Regions from separate parts of the Rattus norvegicus genome. Here all the other regions are linked to region 3. The links are chromatin contacts, called in public Hi-C maps. All regions are on one chromosome and are shown on one strand. Each heading gives the region's core, a stretch centred on a gene start, on an enhancer-like site or on the middle of the called end of the contact. The rest is flanking DNA. Distances are from core to core; before and after follow the strand shown. Region 1 holds the start of Anks3 (ankyrin repeat and sterile alpha motif domain containing 3). Region 2 holds the start of Nudt16l1 (nudix hydrolase 16 like 1). Region 3 holds the start of Sec14l5 (SEC14-like lipid binding 5).

Evidence for each region. A called contact is a pair of places that touch in the nucleus more often than the background predicts.
Region 1: a contact with region 3 is called in a Hi-C map of the A7r5 cell line, with 4 times the contacts expected there. The contact joins the promoter of Anks3 here to the promoter of Sec14l5 in region 3. A contact is called at or near these places in 3 of 12 Hi-C or Micro-C datasets (the A7r5 cell line, frontal cortex and liver).
Region 2: a Hi-C map of kidney shows a contact between it and region 3, with 3 times the contacts expected there. The contact joins the promoter of Nudt16l1 here to the promoter of Sec14l5 in region 3. A contact is called at or near these places in 5 of 12 Hi-C or Micro-C datasets (Schwann cells, kidney, liver and 2 more).

The regions. Positions count from the first base shown.
Region 1 is chr10:11,120,281-11,122,994 of GRCr8, reverse strand. Anks3 (ankyrin repeat and sterile alpha motif domain containing 3) reads right to left here and starts at 1,434. Exons shown (of 17, transcript NM_001414337.1): 1 at 1,368-1,434. Dnaaf8 (dynein axonemal assembly factor 8) reads left to right here and starts at 1,650. Exons shown (of 9, transcript NM_001014115.1): 1 at 1,650-1,688.
Region 2 is chr10:11,143,257-11,145,956 of GRCr8, reverse strand. It overlaps Nudt16l1 (nudix hydrolase 16 like 1), which reads left to right and starts at 1,415. Exons shown (of 3, transcript NM_001100782.1): 1 at 1,415-1,580; 2 at 1,662-1,922; 3 at 2,495-2,700. The coding sequence starts at 1,428. It also overlaps a transcript of Mgrn1 not described here.
Region 3 is chr10:10,940,713-10,943,650 of GRCr8, reverse strand. It overlaps Sec14l5 (SEC14-like lipid binding 5), which reads left to right and starts at 1,265. Exons shown (of 16, transcript NM_001135710.2): 1 at 1,265-1,365; 2 at 1,951-2,054. The coding sequence starts at 1,992.

The DNA.
Region 1 (2,714 bases), core at 185-2,684, 180 kb before region 3:
CTACGCATCCATGGGGCCACCTCAGTGACCTCAAACTACTTTAAGTGGCTGAACCCCTCCAGGACTGAATCACAGTGCTCTGGTAAGGTTATTACTCTGAGGTTGTAACTGACCCTAATCTGATCTATCAGAGTCAAGAGCAGAATAGAAGGATGGGAAGACCTGGGCTTTGGCACTGAGCCTACCTGGGTCCCATCAGGGGTGGGGGTTAGGGGGGTCAAGACCACTGCAGCAGTGGCCTCAAGGACACAGAGCACCATAATATCCATACTCAAGAGGAACCCAGAGGAAGCCTGAAGGAAGTGTGTACCCAGAAAGTACTAATTCCCTGCTTTTAAACACTCTAGCATTATTCTGTGTTGGTGAGTGCCAAAAAGGGGGGGGGGGGGTAGAAAGATCTGTCTTTCTGGTTGAGGAGCTATCTTAGTGATAAATATCATATATACACAGCTTGCAAGGACATATTTTAAAAATTGAATTATAAAAAGGACAACGTACAAATCACTAATCTGGGGAGCAGCTTGCAAGCCTCATGGTGAGTGATGTGTGTAGGCTGGTGAGGTGAAAATCAAGGCCTGCATTCTGGAAGCACTAGCTTCTCATGTTGCAACGCCTGAACTCAAGTAGTACCTAACCTCACTGGTGAAACCGAGTCTGAACCAATAGTGGACACATGCTGGCCTAAAGGTGCAATTTTAGCAGATAAGCAGAACCCTGGAAGGGCTCACACCTGTAATTCCGCTCTTGGGGGTGGGGGTGGGGGTTGAGAAAATAGGACCACTTTTGAGTTCAAGGACAACCTGGAATACATGAGATGCTTACTCAAAAAACATACAGCCCACTAGCGTAGTGGCTCAGGCCTTTAATCTCGGCACTTGGTGGCAGACCTCACTGAGTTCGAGGCCAGCCTGGTCTACCCAGCGAGACACGCCCACAATCTCAAAAAAACCAATACCCAAAAAATCGATTCGAGTAAAATAAAGGTTTGTATGTCTTCTGCACCTCGCTTCCAGAATTTCAGTAACAGCACTGACGTTACTCTTAAATTTTTTAAGTCTTCGTTTAAAAAAAAAAAATCTATTCTGGAGGCAACTGTCACTCCTTCAAGAGGTTCGTGAAGGCCTCGAGGGAGCCCCTGTAGCCCAAATGTGAGACGCGGTTCCGGCCCTATAGCGGTCCCGACGACCGTGCACGACCGCTGGCTCCCGTGTGACTGTATAGTCTGGCAGGTACCTCAGTTTAGCAACACGGAGCCGGGCCCGCGTCCCCAGACCCTGTGACAGGCAAGCGCCAGGGTTGACCGTCAAGGCGGCCGCGGGGCGCCTCGGGCCCCGCCTCTCAGAGGGCCCCGCCGCGGCCCGGCCTACCTGCAAGGCCTCAGGTTCCCGCGCCACCCTCCAGCAGCAGCTGCACGCTCCCTCACCGGCCAACAGCCCTGCGCCCGGCCCACCCCGGAAGTAATTGTCGGGCAGCGCAGAGCACCCCGGGAAGGCGACGGGCGTTCTGTTATTGACATCCCATAGCAGCCAATGAGATGGCAGATACCGCTCATTGCTCAGGAGCCAATCCTGAGACAGAGAGGCGGGCCGTGCCGGGCGAGGAAGAGGCGAGGAGGCGGGTTGTCGGGCTGCGCTGGGTAGCTGTGCTTAGCCCGGGCTCAGGGCAAGTGGACGAGCGGAGCGGACGAGGCGAGTAGGAGACCGCGGAAACCTATGCGACCATGTGTTGGTCCCAGCTGCGGGTGGCAGGGAGTCGACCCTCCCCTTTGCTCTAACACAGGCCGGCTTGTCCCGCTGCCTTCCAGTCCCCTTGACAACGACGCCTGGCGTGGCGCGGCGCGGGGCGGGGCGGGGCAGAGCGAGGCGAGACCAACTGGCTTTGAGGAGAAACACTGAGCCCCTCGGTCTTCTCAGCTCCTTCATGCTCTTCCCCCTGCGAGTCAGACCTTCCCTCAACCTCAAGGTCTTGCACACCTAAAGGACGACCAGTCTTGGGCGGCCCCCTTCACTTTGGTGATTCTGTACCGTACTGCCAAAGCCCCTGTTATGAAGCATCCTTTGCGTATACCAAAAGCGTCTTCACCTATGGTTCCCAATTCAGGACCGCCAAGCACACGTCCTTTTTACAATATTCAAAGACCGGGGTTGGGGATTTAGCTCAGCGGTAGAGCACTTGCCTAACAAGCGCAAGGCCCTGGGTTCGGTCCCCAGCTCCGAAAAAAAGAAAGAAAAAGAAAAAAAAAAACAATATTCAAAGACCTTAAGCCCCCACACACTCCCCTGATGCTGCTCCGGTTCGACACCGTTAGCTGATCTGCCTGGTTCGCTAGGCCCTCACCCCCTAATCCTAAAGTCCCTCTTTCGAAACCCTGAAGGCTGAGCATCTTTTTTTTTAGGGTAAGATACAAAGGGTGGAGCTGAGCCAGGAACTGGATTATAGGGACTCATTTGAATGATGACAAACAGAATCGTATAATGGATCTAACTTCTAAAAATTATTTTTGATTTTATTAGTTTTATTGTAATTATATGTATGTGTGTGAAGGTGGGTATGTATATGTGTAGTCTAGCGCAGGTACCAGTGGACACCAGAGACATCGGCTCTCCCTGAGGTTGAAGTTACAAGTAATTGTGGTTTAGGGCTGTATTCCGATCCTCTACAAGAGTAGTTACGAGGACATCGTAACTGCTGAGCCATCTCATTCCTTTTCTCAA
Region 2 (2,700 bases), core at 166-2,665, 200 kb before region 3:
GCTTCCACAGCACATCCATTGCCAGTTACCTGTCCTTTTACTTTCTTACCGATTTATTGTCTGAGGCTTCTGTCACAGGATCCTAGGGTCACTTGGTTTCTAAGGCAGAAGTAGCCCAAGGGTGGCCCCAGGGCAGAGATGCCCCAGGCAATGCAGCTCCCTGGTCAGTTAGAGAGGGAAGTCAGCCCAAGGAGCTGCCCTGCCACTCACCCAGGTGACAGCCTGTAGCAATGCATGGAGACCCCTTTAGGCTCAGGGTTGCTTGAGCTCTGGCTCTCCCCCTGCTCCTTCCTAGCAGTGACTGGCCTGGTCTCTGGTAAGCCTGTAAGCACAGTTCTGTCTGCATATCCATCCGTATTTTCTCTCTCTCTCTCTCTCTCTCTCTCTCTCTCTCTCTCTCTCTCTCTGAATGCACATATGTGCACACATGTCAGCATGTGCATGCCCACCCCTCACTTCTCACCTGCCAACACCCTGGCGCCTGGTGCCAGTACTTTGAAAGATGGGATGCAGACTCCACACTTACCTGTCTCAGATTCACATGTACTATCATTTGATGTACTGATTGGCTAGTTTGGGTTCATTTTTACTGTATATTTATAGTAATAAAATCATGCAGCAATATTCTATGTGCGCCTTTGTTCTGCCACAGCACTGTAGGCAGCACTGTTGGCTCTCGGTGTACTGACAGGACACTGGCTGACAGGTTTTGGTGCTGCCTTCATTTGCTTCTGTGAGAGGGGCAGTGAGCAGCCCCTCCACACACAGACAACGGTCATTGTGCTTGTTTTGTTGCTCGCTCTGTCTGAAGCTGACATAGAATTTGGCTCACCTCCACGGAGCAATTGCTGGATCTCAGCCTCCAGGTGGGCAGATGGTCCTAGTTCTTATACCCACCCCAGCTCTTGTGATGTCTACCGAGTACTAATCAATGTACCAGAGGGCAAAGCCTATGACAAGGGGGACCCATCACTTGAGCTGGAGTCACTTAGATGCTTAAGTCTTTAAAGGCATGATTTCACAGGGCAGTGGAGTCACAAGCTCCGGGTCGAGCCTCAGGGAAAGATCATGGATGAGGTGGATATTGAGATTTCCAGCTGCACTCTCAATGACGTTTGGGACTTGAGACTGGCACATCTTGATGATCAGTGTACCTCCCTAGGACAACCTGGCCTCGGTGCTGTGCATCTTGGGAGCCGTAGTCTTCTGGTAGTCGTGGGGGGTCTCCTATGTAAAGGAGAGTAGCTAACTACATAACCCCACCCCCACCCCGCCTCCACCAAGAGCTCGAGTCTTTGCTGGATTCAACACCAGTCTCAGGGCTGGTGGGGGCGGGCTTATGCACGTGGAAGCACGTGGATTGGGCCTATGTGTCGTGGGCGGGGTCGCGCATGCTCATTTGGGCAGTGGGCCTGGAGCACATCAAGATGTCGACCACGACGGTTCCGGAGCTGAAGCAGATCAGTCGGGAGGAAGCAATGCGCTTGGGGCCCGGCTGGAGCCATTCATGCCACGCCATGCTGTACGCTGCCAACCCCGGGCAACTTTTCGGCCGTATCCCCATGCGTTTCTCAGTACTGGTGAGGAGCCGGGCGGGCTAGCAGGGCGGATCGCTTGGGACACCCAGTGGACCCCGCGTCCTGACCAGGCTTACCTTGCAGATGCAGATGCGCTTCGATGGGCTGCTGGGCTTTCCCGGGGGTTTCGTGGACCGCCGCTTCTGGTCACTGGAGGATGGCTTGAACCGGGTCCTGGGTCTGGGCCTGGGCGGCCTACGCCTTACTGAAGCTGACTACCTGAGTTCACACCTGACTGAGGGTCCACACCGTGTGGTGGCACACCTGTACGCACGGCAGCTGACGCTGGAACAGCTGCATGCTGTGGAGATCAGCGCTGTGCACTCGCGGGACCACGGTTTGGAGGTGGGACTACTGCCTGGGGCCCGCCCCCGTTCCCACTCCTGAGGTTTGGCTCTGGCACCACAGAAGGCACCAATGGGTAACAAGTGCCCCTCAGGGTCCTCACCCTGGCTTTGTTGGATGGGAAGAGGGACTTGGGATCTGGGTCATGGGCTGTTTACATTGCCTTGTTGCCTGCCATTGTCAATCCTGGGAGTGGGGCTTGGGGTCACTGGAAGGGATGATCAGGGCCTGCTTGGAAAATTGAGAACAGACAAAACAAAAAACAAACAAAACAAAAACCGGATTGTAGCGTTTAGGATTACCTCCTGAGGAAATTTGGGGATTTGAGGATTCTCTGGTCTAAAGGGCATAGAGTGAAACTAGTGATCATGGGAGTTGCAGCCAGACAGGGTGGGGAGTGCGTAGGATTGGCCTTGAAACTTGGGGAGAAGGGGCTTTACTGCATTAGCAATGCCTGGCCAGACCGGGCCTGGGTCTCCCTGTCTCTGGCAAACTGGTGGCTGACAGGCCTTTCTGCCAGAGTCCTGCCTCTACAGGAGAGCCCAGCCCCACCCGTGCCCTCTGTCCCGCAGGTCCTGGGCCTTGTACGTGTCCCACTGTACACACAGAAGGATCGAGTAGGAGGCTTCCCTAACTTTCTGAGCAACGCCTTCGTCAGCACTGCCAAATATCAGCTCCTATTTGCCCTTAAGGTACTCAACATGATGCCCTCGGAAAAGCTGGCCGAGGCCTTGGCCTCAGCCACGGAGAAGCAGAAGAAGGCCCTAGAGAAGCTGCT
Region 3 (2,938 bases), core at 16-2,515:
AAGATCTTACCTGGGATGCCACCACGAATGGACGGCAACAATATCAGGGCCATTTCCTTTGTTCTTGCAGGGTGAAATGATAGTTGAGAGAATGGAGGGTTTATGGGAGTGAAGCTGATCCCTGGGCACCCTGGGAAACCTGGCAGGGTTTGGATGCTGCTGAAGTTAGAAGAATGGGCAAAAAAAAAAAAGGGTGACCCTGTTCCTGACTATCTCGGCACTTTCACCATGCCTACCTTACCAAATAATAAGCATTATCTCATTTATGCTTTAAAATTTATTATTTTAAATTATGTATATGTTTATGTTGAATACTGGTACATGCTGAGGTCAGATAGCTGGATCCCCCCGGAACTGGGGTTACAGGACGTTGTGAGCCGCTTGACCTGGGTGCTTGGAATTGAACTCCGCTCCTCTCTAGTACCTGCTTCTATCTACTGAGCTGTCTCTCCAGCCTGCCTAATTTATTTATTTAATGTCAGAGGGCCCGACCTTTAGTGGACGCTCTGTAAAGGTGTGAAGAGTGAATAAACAATGCATTCAGAAGGGTTTGGGCTGGACCACTGCAGCCTTCGAGGAAAGATCAGGTGGAGAATGAGCTCAAGGCTAGGGGTCAGCAGGACGTGGTGGTTCACATCTGTAATTCCAACACTCCGGAGGTTGAGGTAGTATAGCCGTGACTGGTCTCCAGTATGAATTCCGCCTCAAAACAAACCGAACCAAAAAACAAAAAGTTTCAGGTGCCGTAGGTTGAAGAAGAGGTTACTCGGCGAGGTAGCTGTGGATAGGGAAGTCGCGCTGTGTAACTCTGGGCAGGTTCCAGTGAATGAGGTGGGTGGGGGCGCGTCCTGGGGGGCCGGGTCCTCATGGGGGCGGAGATTGGGCTGGGGGCGGAGACTTTGTTGATTCTGGGTGAATGTGGACGGGGTCAACAAGGGTGGGGCCTTCTCGAGTCGTGGCCAATAGGGAGCACGGGTAAGGCTGAAGGCGTGACCAAGTGAGGGATGAGTAAAAGTGAGAGACAGGCTTAAGGCAGGGGGCAGAGTCTGGCTGGGGCGGGGTTGGGACCAGACCAATCAAGGAGCAAGATAATCTTGTGGGGGTGGTGCCAGGCCAGGCCAGACTCTCCCGCTGTCCCGGGTCCTGGAGCTCTCCAGGCCGGGCACGTCTGTCACTGCTCTGATCACTCTTCTGCCTGCCAGGCCACTGCTCATGTAAGAACGTGTAAGAGGCTGGGGCAAGACTGAGGTTATTGAGCTCCTGGTTCTGCTCTCCGGACAAGGCGCTTTCTGGGGATCTGGCGAGCTCAGCTCCCAGGTCAAGCAGGTGCCAGAGCACTGCGCTGTGTCTCCAGCAGTTCTGAGGGTGAGCGGAGCAGCGGGGCCTGCGCATGTATGCGTGTTTGAATAGCTTTGTGTGGGTGCGCGCTTGTGTGCACCTGAGTGTGCGTGTGGGGAGTTGCTGCAGGGAGCTGAGTGCCTGTGCAAAGTTCTCTGCTGCGTGTACAAGGGCTGTCCTGTGTGGGAGTGGGGTACAAGTGAAACCTCCAGAAGGGTGCACGTGTCAGGGTATCATGGAGGAAAATGAAAGGGAGGGCAGGAACAAAAATGCTGGGGAGTGGGCATAGGGCAGGATGTCCGCGGCAAGTCATGGGGAGAATGTGTGAGGACAATCGTGGGAATGTAAGAATTGCAAATGCGTGTGCCTGCTTGAGTGGGTGGCATCGAGGGTGCCTCTGAAAGAGTGGGGATGGGGAGATCGCATGAAGTGTTGCTTGCTCTGAGGGCTGAATGTTGGGGTGCTGGGGAGTGAACGGGTACCTAGTCTGGGTTAGCTGATAATCCTATCAGTTTCTTACTTTGAGGGCTGGGGCTGCCTGACACCTGGTAGGCAGTGCCTATGTTTCGTATGAAGGGAACTGACGCCTCACCAGAAACTCTTTATTTCCAGCTTCTGTGTTCCCTCTGCCTGGGTGGTTTCTGAGTTTGAACATGGTGCAGAAATACCAGTCTCCTGTCCGGGTATACAAGTATCCATTCGAGCTGGTCATGGCGGTGAGTGACCCCTGGCTCCTGGGCCCCTCTTGTGACTAGAGGTCAATGGTGGGAAAGAAAGAGGACATTTCAGGCTATGAAATGGGGAAAAAAATTTACTGAACTTTCCAGCTGCCCTGACTTCCTGACTTCTTTGCCTGGCCACCCCCTCAACCCCTGTCAGGCCTCTTGGAACCCTGCCAAGCAGATAAAGCACAAGATCTAGAGTGATGGCGTGTGCTGTAGTCCTTGCATTCAAAGGCTGAAGCAGGAGGAGCAGGAGTTCAAAGCCATCCTGGGCTACGTAGAAACAGAAAGAAGGGATGGAGATGCGGCCGTCCAGTGTAAGCGTGTATATGAGTGTCTTGTACCAGGCAGTTGCGTGCCTAGGCATGACCACGGATCCTTGGCCTTCTGGATCAGGTCTTTGCACTGAGGCCAGAGTTAGAACACTCTTGGATTCCACTCTGGCTTCCACCACTCTGCATCCTGGAGCTTCAGTCTCTCCTTGGGGAAATGGGGACAGTGCTGTGGACTTGAGGTAGACAGTAATAGATGTGACTGGTGTCCCAGAAGCCACACGAGGTATAGAGCTGGAGGAGAAGCACAGTGGTGAGTGCTTGCAGAGCATGCAGAAGGCTCTGAGTTCCATGCCTAGCATATATATACACACTCACATACAGACACACACACACACACACACACACTGGGGTAGTGAGAGGATAAGGTTTTATAAATGCATATTGAAATGTGTCCAACCTGTGGCCCATGGCTACATGTGTCCCAGGATAGCTATGCATGTGGCCCTTATATGCTAAAGCATCATACCAGTGTCAAAAAGTTAGACACCCCGCTAGTGTTTAAAACACCAACGTCTCCCCACTTTGCTGCACCCCACCGCCAAC